Linked DNA regions of Mus musculus: region 1 is linked to region 2. The links are chromatin contacts, called in public HiChIP or PLAC-seq maps. All regions are on one chromosome and are shown on one strand. Each heading gives the region's core, a stretch centred on a gene start, on an enhancer-like site or on the middle of the called end of the contact. The rest is flanking DNA. Distances are from core to core; before and after follow the strand shown. Region 1 holds the start of Ccn4 (cellular communication network factor 4). Region 2 overlaps Tg (thyroglobulin).

Region 1 (3,742 bases), core at 248-2,747, 94 kb before region 2:
CTTGTACCCAGTCACAACCAGTCCCAAGGCAGAGGCAGGCCTGCTTGCTTAACTTCCTGGACTCTAGGCTTAGGGAACGTTGGGACGGCTGAGTGCTGAAAGTGTGCCACAAGAGATGCCAGTGTGACCCAGGCCACTTGCTCATTCCGACCCTGGGCCATTCATTTGCTTCTGGTCATCCTTTGTGAATAGAGCTGGTAATCTTTCTTGTCGTAGGGTTAGATGCTATCATGAACAAGCATCGTGCACAGGCTAGAGGACTTGGGTACAAATTGCACATGTTCATTGTCTCCACGTAACACCTCAAGGTGCCTGTTACCCAGTCCCAGACATGTCTAGTTCTGAGCTTCAGTGGAAATGGACTGAGTTCCTGTGCTCACAGGCAGATTGCTGTACCGTAACTCCAAGTCTCCTGGAATACGCATGTTAGCACCCCAAAGAAGTTCTTGGTATAACTCAGTGTCAGTGTCAGCCTTTGTCTTTGGCCCTCATGTGGCAACCTCAGACTCAGCAGCTGCCCAGCAGCTCACCCTGCTGCTGGAAGCTGCCTCCCTTCTGTTCAGCTGCCCACATCACTCACTGCCCCTAGCAGCTTGCCCTCTTGCCCAGCCACCCCCGGCTTTGCTCCAGCAGGCTTCCCTGCTTTGCCACGTGTCTCCTTCCCTGTCTCTGGAAGGTGCAAACTGATGTCCCTCTCTCCAGGACCCAGATGCCTTCTGGAAATGGCAGGACAGGAACAGACCATGGAGGGTCACAAGGTGCTCATGGTGGTAAACCCAAACCTTGCTTGCTTGGTGGAGATTTGCTAAAAGCTGGCGTGCTCCTTCACATCTTGTCCTGGGGTTTCTTAGCACCTCTCTTTGGGGGACCTCAGATGCTCCGAGTCCTGGAGTTTTTAAACTGGTAGGCTCTGGATGTTCTTAGCAACCCCTCATTTTATGCTGCTTTGAATTCGTGAGTGACCCACCCAAGATCACAGGGCCAGTCCAGGGTGCAGATCCCCAGGCCCTTATTTTGTTGTATATTGTCTGTGAATATAGGAAACAGGGTGTCTCTCTCAAGGGATGCGCCTTCTGCCCCACTCCACCACCTTCTTCAGACTCAAGAATCTCTCTCCTCCCGCTGTTCATTATTCCAACCCACCTTGTCTTGACCCCCCAGTCCCTCGGGCCTCAGAACCAGGCAGGAAGGGATCAGGTCCCCTCACTGATCCCTTCTAAGCAGGACTCACCGTGGCCAGGATGTTGCCCACCCTCAGGACTGCCACGGCTGCCAGCGTCCAGGGCAGGAGCCACCTCATGCCTGGAAGTCAGCGTCACAGGAGCTACGGCTCAGCCCAGAGGATGCGGATGCCTCTCCAGGGAGCTGGGCCAGGACTGGGCTGGCCCATCAGAGCAGCGGAGAGCCTTCCTCAGCCCCCGGGGGCGTTTGTCAAAGCGACATCTGACGTCAGGCCAACAGACTAGCCCTGCATTTTCCTCTAAAAAAACTTTTTCTGCTACTCTCCCCCTCTCTCTTTTTCTTTCCTCTGTCCCCACCTCCAGCCCAGCTTGGCCAGCCTCCCCGCTCTGACAGCTCTTAAAGGGAAAGTCCCAGACTCCACAGGGTAAGGTGAATGAATTCTCACCCAGCATCCTCCACGCTCTAGGAGGGCTCAGGCTCTCCGGACAGGAGGGAGGAAACAGAAGGGTGCGGGCTGGAGGTAGGGAAGGTAGAGGCATTGTGAGGACTTTGAGAGGGCTCTGGGGATGGGGGTGGGGTGGGAGGACTTGCATCTCACTTAGCTCTTCCCTGTGCTAGCCTTTCTTCACTGTCTCCCCACCTCTGAGTCAGAGGCAAGCAAAAAAGGTTCTTATTCCAGCCAGAAATGACAAGAATTTATCACTGACACGCCTGGAGGTGCGATCTGTCAGCAGGGTCTGCCCTGCTCCTCAAGGCCATACCCACTGGTTCAGTTCCTCTCCCAGCCAGGCTGCTCTGCCAGGGATCCTCAGTCCATTAGCCTGTCTTCAGTGTCTTTGAATATTTTTTATTCTTGGAAGGACAGAACTCCTGGCCTTGGTTCTTTCCAGACCCTAGTCAAAGAAATCTCAAGTTTGCATAACAAAGAGATGGCAGGGTGGGGGTGTGTGGGGGTGGGAGTTGGGGGGTTTGGGGGATGGGGAGGAATCTTTTGAGGACCCAGATCTATAGCCTCTGCATCTTCTCAAGGGTGCTGTTCAGTCTCCTGTCTCAGATTCCCCTGTTCCCTTGCTCTCCTGTTCCTGCATCTCAGAAAAACCAGAGTGGTTCTCAGCCTGGCATTATGGACAATGAAGGTCATCTCCTAGGTACTGCCAGCCAGTGCCTGTCCTATGTTCTTCTCTTCGTCCAGACTCCATGGCACCTGCTCACTGCTGCCTGTCCCCTACCAAGTATGAAGTTTTCCTTCTGTGCACAAACCACTCCCCTCTCGTGTTTCCTGGTAGCTCAGTGTTGCTGCTTGTTTGGGGGATGCTGTCTGTTTGGAGCTGCAGTGGCTGTACCCACTGAAATCATTTTATTCCCCTCTCGGTCCACCCTCTGACTACCACACATCCCATACCTCCTTCCTGCCCCCCCCCATCTCCATGAGGATGTCTCCACCCCCTACCCCCACTCCACCAGACCTCTAAATTCCCTGGGGCCTCCAGTCTCTTGAGGGGTTAGTTGCATCTTCTCTGATTAAATCCAGACCCAGCAGTCCTCTGCTTTATATTTGTTGGGGGCTTCATATCAGCTGGTGCATGCTGCCTGGTTGGTGGTCCAGTAACTGAGAGATCTAGGGGATCCACATGAATTGAGGCTGTTTGGGGACCTCATTTCTTGAGAGAGAGAGGGGCGAGGGGGAGAGGAAGAGGGAGAGGGAGAGGGGGAGGGGGAGGGAGGGAGAGAGAGAGAGAGAGAGGTAGAGAGAGAGAGAGAGAGAGAGAGAGAGAGAGAGAGAGAGAGAGATTCATGTGATGGCTGGAACTGAAGCAGCCATTTTGGTATAAGAACAAGCCCCTGAGACTGATGAAAAGATCTGGGTTCCTGGGAGTTTATCTTCTTATTGAACCAAATATGAAATGAATCAGCAACTCATGGCCTTAGTCATAGCTATTTGGATATTTTGTTCTTTGGAGCCAATCCATATTAACTGATGTTTGAGTACCTAAGGGAATTATATATGCAAAATGCAAAACCAGGCAGGGATGTGGAACCAGGAGACTAACCACCTCAACAGCTTGTCGTTTTTTTCTGCTCATTAACTCTTCAATTGGTTCTGTAGCTGGAACATGGCAAAGCCAGCATGCTAGCAGGTAACATTAAAGAAGTTTCCCCAAATACTGGGACCAGTGAATCATTTACGGCCACTTGGCAGAAAGCAGGCATAGACACGTACCCTTCAGCTGGGGTGACTGGCAGGCACATGTCTCTGGCAACTTCTCAACAGTTGTTCTTTAAAAACAAACAAACACTTAAACGATCTATCTTTGGGGAAATTGAGGCTCAGAGAACAGAAGTCTAACAAGCATCTTAGAGTAAACAGCATAAATTCTGAGTATAAATTCTCATGGTATAAGTGGGGCTTTGACCCATGTTGAGGGCAGGTGCCATAGCCTTCTTTGATCTCTACTTCAGCCACTTCTTCCTAAAATATGGCTCCTGACAGCTGCCTCATATCTGTCATGTGTGACTTTCAAGTCTTAACTCCATCTGGCTCCTTTAGTGAGAGGCGCGG
Region 2 (3,844 bases), core at 1,336-3,835:
CGCCCCTAAAGCTAGCAGATCCCAGGCCAGTGCTAGTTGTGCTTTCATATCTAAGACAATCACGAGCTGACTAGCCAGGTCATCATGGTGTCTCCTCAGTTCTCATTTTTATGACAGTGATAATTGTAGTGTGGCTTGGTGCCTGAGGTGTGCCACACATGGCTCTAAGAGCTTTATGCATATGATGTGAGCCATTGGATATACATATGCATATCACATAAGAATAGCATCTCACGTGAAAATTCCTTCAAAGCAGCTCCTAATTTTTATAATAGTCCAACCACATTATCACTATCACACTCTTCAATTTGCAGTCGAGGAAACTGAGGGCATGTCATAGGCCATGCCTAATGTCCTCCAGCTCATCAGGGATGTGAGAGGAGAAACAAGCAGATTAACTGAGTGTAGTGGTCAGAGTCCTCCCCTGTCTTTAAAAAACAAAAACAAAAACAAAAGAACTCCATCATAATCCCAGGGTAGACTGTGCTCAGAGAGAGGATATGCCAGGAGTAAGGAATTATGCCCAGTTAACAGATTCAATGACACAAAAACTCTTGGGCCATTGCAAGAACTTATAAATGAAGTACCAGTCAGATCTTAGCTTAGGTCCTCATTTCTATATCACTAACCCATTCCTGGAGCATGGGGTGGCTTTAAGTGGAAGGATATTTGACTTCTGAGTCATTTTACCCTTAAAGAATATAAAATACAAGTAGGTAACCTATCAAATCCATACCTGTAGATGGTAGGACCCACAGACCTGGCTTCCATGCATCAGCAGAACTTCGTAGGCCTTCCTCCAAGCCAGCCTGCAGCTCCATCTGGTTGGCTATGTTCATATGTGCTGCTTTGCTTACTGATAAACTTACTGAAAGTCAGGCCTAAAGGTGACCTTTCAGAGGCAATGTGTTTGGATATGAGTCAAAACAGGATGAAAGCAGAAGTTGAAATAATGCAGCCATTTAGCCCTGCACCCACTAGCCACAGGTGTTGCCTGCATGAGCTCTGAATGCTCACTTGGATCTATCTGGTCTTTATCTGTGGGGGATGGATTGTTGATTGAGGAGAGCCTAGACCCAAGGTGCAAAAAGAGCTAAATGAAGTGACCATAGGCCTGTAGTCTCATGCTGTTCTGTGGACATGCCATCAACTCTCCAGCTTTGCTCATTCTATCCCCCAAGTAAGAATGGGTGACCCACAGGGCTGGGGAGAATATGAGAAAGAAGGGATGGGTACAGTTTCTACTACAGACACCAATGGGGCTACTGAGCAGGTGCTAACTTTAGAAATGAAGTGGCTGTGGCATGCTAAAGAAAAAACAGGCCACAAAGGCCTGCTCTTCGAGCTAGGTAACATGTGGCCAGTAACCTCTGTCTGGGTTCCTGTCCTTACATGATACATTTGTATATTCACTTCTCCATCCCTACTCATTCCCCAGGTATCAGCAAATATTTGGATTTTCCTTTTCTCCTCTTACCAAGTGGAGTTTGTATTTAGATGGGCCAAAGGTAGTAAGAAAGCCTCACATTGCCTCTCCTTTGTGTCAGTAACACTGAGATGGTCCAGCTGGAGCTGGTCTTGATTGGGAAAGAGTGTGCTTATCCTCTGTGGGAATGTTCCTTTGAGTCATGAAGTCCACATAATCCACCACAAGGCAGATTTTGATATATTCTGTTTTAATATGTGAATGAGCCAAGCTCTAGTTAGTTAAAAGAAGCCTTGCTTCAAATCACAGATCTCTAAAGTGGTGGTGTGTGGGTCAGCCCAGCTGATTTCAAATGCTCTGAGTTCCTCATGGCCAGCACAGATGTACTCTGTGACTCTCATTACTGACCATGGCCCTCCTTCCTTAGCCTCTTTCCTGCCTCGTTCATTATATGGCAGTATCTAAATGTTTAGATTTCTGAAAAAGGAATGAAATTCTACTTTGTATACAAGGTAAAGTCCTAATGGGTTTGTACCATCCTCTCATTTTGCTTCCACATTACATGCTACATGTATAAGTCTGCCTAAACAGGTAGCTTAAACGTTTGTCAAAATGTCTGCCATACAGTTTGTCAAAAAGTTTAGTCTCTTTTTAAATAAATAAAAAAACCACACATGCAATTTTTTATAAACCCATGGCTCTGAGAAGGCTTGAAGATGTCTCTGAGAAGAAAACCTGTAATCCCACCTCAGATATTTATTTCCCTGTAGAGATCAGAGTTCAGGGAAGACAGTGGGGCCCTAAAGCCAAATTTGCTCACTATGGCCACACTGATGTTCCCTGGAGGTTTAAGCCAGGCTCTGTGTCTTCTATTGGTTTGTCCTTTGGTGATAAGGAGAAGGAACACATTTAATGTTCCTGAAACCCTTTGGCAGAAAACCAAGTACAAGGCTGTCCCGGCGAGAGTTCACTGTCATAACTGTGAAAACATGGCTGTTAAAAAAGCTCCATGAGAATCTGCCTCTGCAACTGTGAATCTGTAGCCCCCAGAATCCCTCTGTTTTTTTCCCCTGGAATGCCTGCATGCACAATGGACTTTTGTGTTTTCTTTATTTCTGTTTCCTTTTGTTCTTACACTATAAACGGTGGCTTTGTAATGTTTCACAGTTTTAATCTGGAGTGTACAATGTGACCACATCAAGCCACGAACACCATGGTGAGCACAGGCTCTAATTAAAGGGTCTATTCTTGTCATAGATATTGTATTTTAGGAGTCATTTTAACAGTTTTTCATATGGGGATACACCAATCAGTTTTTCTCTGCCTGGAATTCTCTGGGGACAGCACAGAGAACCCTAACATAGAGTCAGCTCCATTTTGTTTCCCACACATATGCCTAGAGTGTCTGGCAAGCTCCAGGCTGTGCCCAGGGCTGCCTGACACTGAATACCCCCCGTGCTCAGTTTTCTAGGGGCTCACAGCCAGGTAAGGGCATCCTCTGACAGTCATATGGATGTGCCAGGGCAACTTTCAGACACTGCTTCAAAGGAAAACTTCAAGTAAAGGCTAGCAAAGCACAGAGTCTCTTCCAGAGGCTGGAGTTGCTGAGGGTAGCAGAGGTGAGGAGAGATCCAGTGTGACTAGGCAGAGGGACAGCTCATGCTGAGGCTCCTAGGTCTGGGAAAGACCTGTCGCTCTCAGCTGAGGGAGCTGAGGGAGTAAGCGGCTGTTTCCTAGTTGGGTAGGTACATCAGGCCAGGAACCATGTGTTTCTGTATCAGGAGCATCCCCTGCCCATCATGGTTACAGAATAGGAAGTTCTTAGTTTGGGTGGGCATGAAAGGCGGCATACCCTCAGGCACCCAGACTCTTGAATGGCAGCCCCAGCAGCTGGGTAGACTTTCAGGGAAGATTTATCTTGGGCTCCTTGATGGCCTGGCCTTCCCTGTTGACCTGTACCTCACTCTGCATTGGTACTTTTACTTATGGTAACCTCCAAGATTGCTTAAGGTTCCTGCCCCAGAGGCTGGCTCTACCCTTATCAGAACTCAGAACTTCTTTCTTCAAACCTAATCCAACTTGAGTGCTGCTTCTCATTTGTGGGGTTGTATCTGGGCCACAAAGAGAAGAGCCTCTTTTTGAAAAGTTTTGTTAGGGCAGTGTTAGAATCATTCAGTCACTGGCTCAGGCCAGCAGTCTTACAGAGCTAACCTCTCTGTTCTGACCCAGCTGTTTCTTGGGAACCTGTATTCCTTTCCAATGACTCATTAGAACACTTACTTTTGGTTTCCTCTTGTAAACATTTACATCGTTTATTGCTCATGACTCAGTTTCCCAAAATGAACAACACATTTGCGTGTGCTATTCCATGGTGATAACTGATTTCTGCTTCATTCACCAATCAGCACTTAGCTGACT

What was found. HiChIP or PLAC-seq counts read pairs in DNA pulled down with a chosen protein or histone mark.
Region 1: an H3K4me3 HiChIP or PLAC-seq map of the SCID.adh cell line shows a contact between it and region 2, with 39 read pairs. The contact joins the promoter of Ccn4 here to the enhancer-like site in region 2. A contact is called at or near these places in 9 of 39 promoter capture datasets (the 3T3-L1 cell line, the C10 cell line, the HPC-7 cell line and 5 more), 3 of 15 datasets of contacts at CTCF or cohesin (CD8 T cells, the NIH/3T3 cell line and pro-B cells), 38 of 484 Hi-C or Micro-C datasets (the 63-12 cell line, the AML12 cell line, B cells and 25 more), 14 of 115 datasets of contacts at active chromatin or transcription factors (CD8 T cells, DN3 thymocytes, the SCID.adh cell line and 10 more) and 4 of 9 other capture datasets (adipose tissue, liver, macrophages and 1 more).

What each region holds. Positions count from the first base shown.
Region 1 is chr15:66,889,124-66,892,865 of GRCm38.p6, reverse strand. It overlaps Ccn4 (cellular communication network factor 4), which reads right to left and starts at 1,497. Exons shown (of 5, transcript NM_018865.3): 1 at 1,232-1,497. The coding sequence starts at 1,300. Gm46514 (a long non-coding RNA gene) reads left to right here and starts at 1,535. Exons shown (of 3, transcript XR_001781648.2): 1 at 1,535-1,606.
Region 2 is chr15:66,795,717-66,799,560 of GRCm38.p6, reverse strand. All of the region lies in intron 41 of Tg (thyroglobulin), which reads right to left. The region is part of intron 3 of Sla (src-like adaptor); the gene reads left to right. Among named protein-coding and RNA genes, the nearest start is that of Sla, 34 kb to the left of the region's middle. Within about 2 kb of position 2,585, at least 65 of the 459 cell types and tissues checked have an H3K27ac peak or open chromatin away from gene starts, as enhancers often do. A contact at or near this core is called in the 63-12 cell line, the C2C12 cell line, CD8 T cells and 10 more, where this site is marked.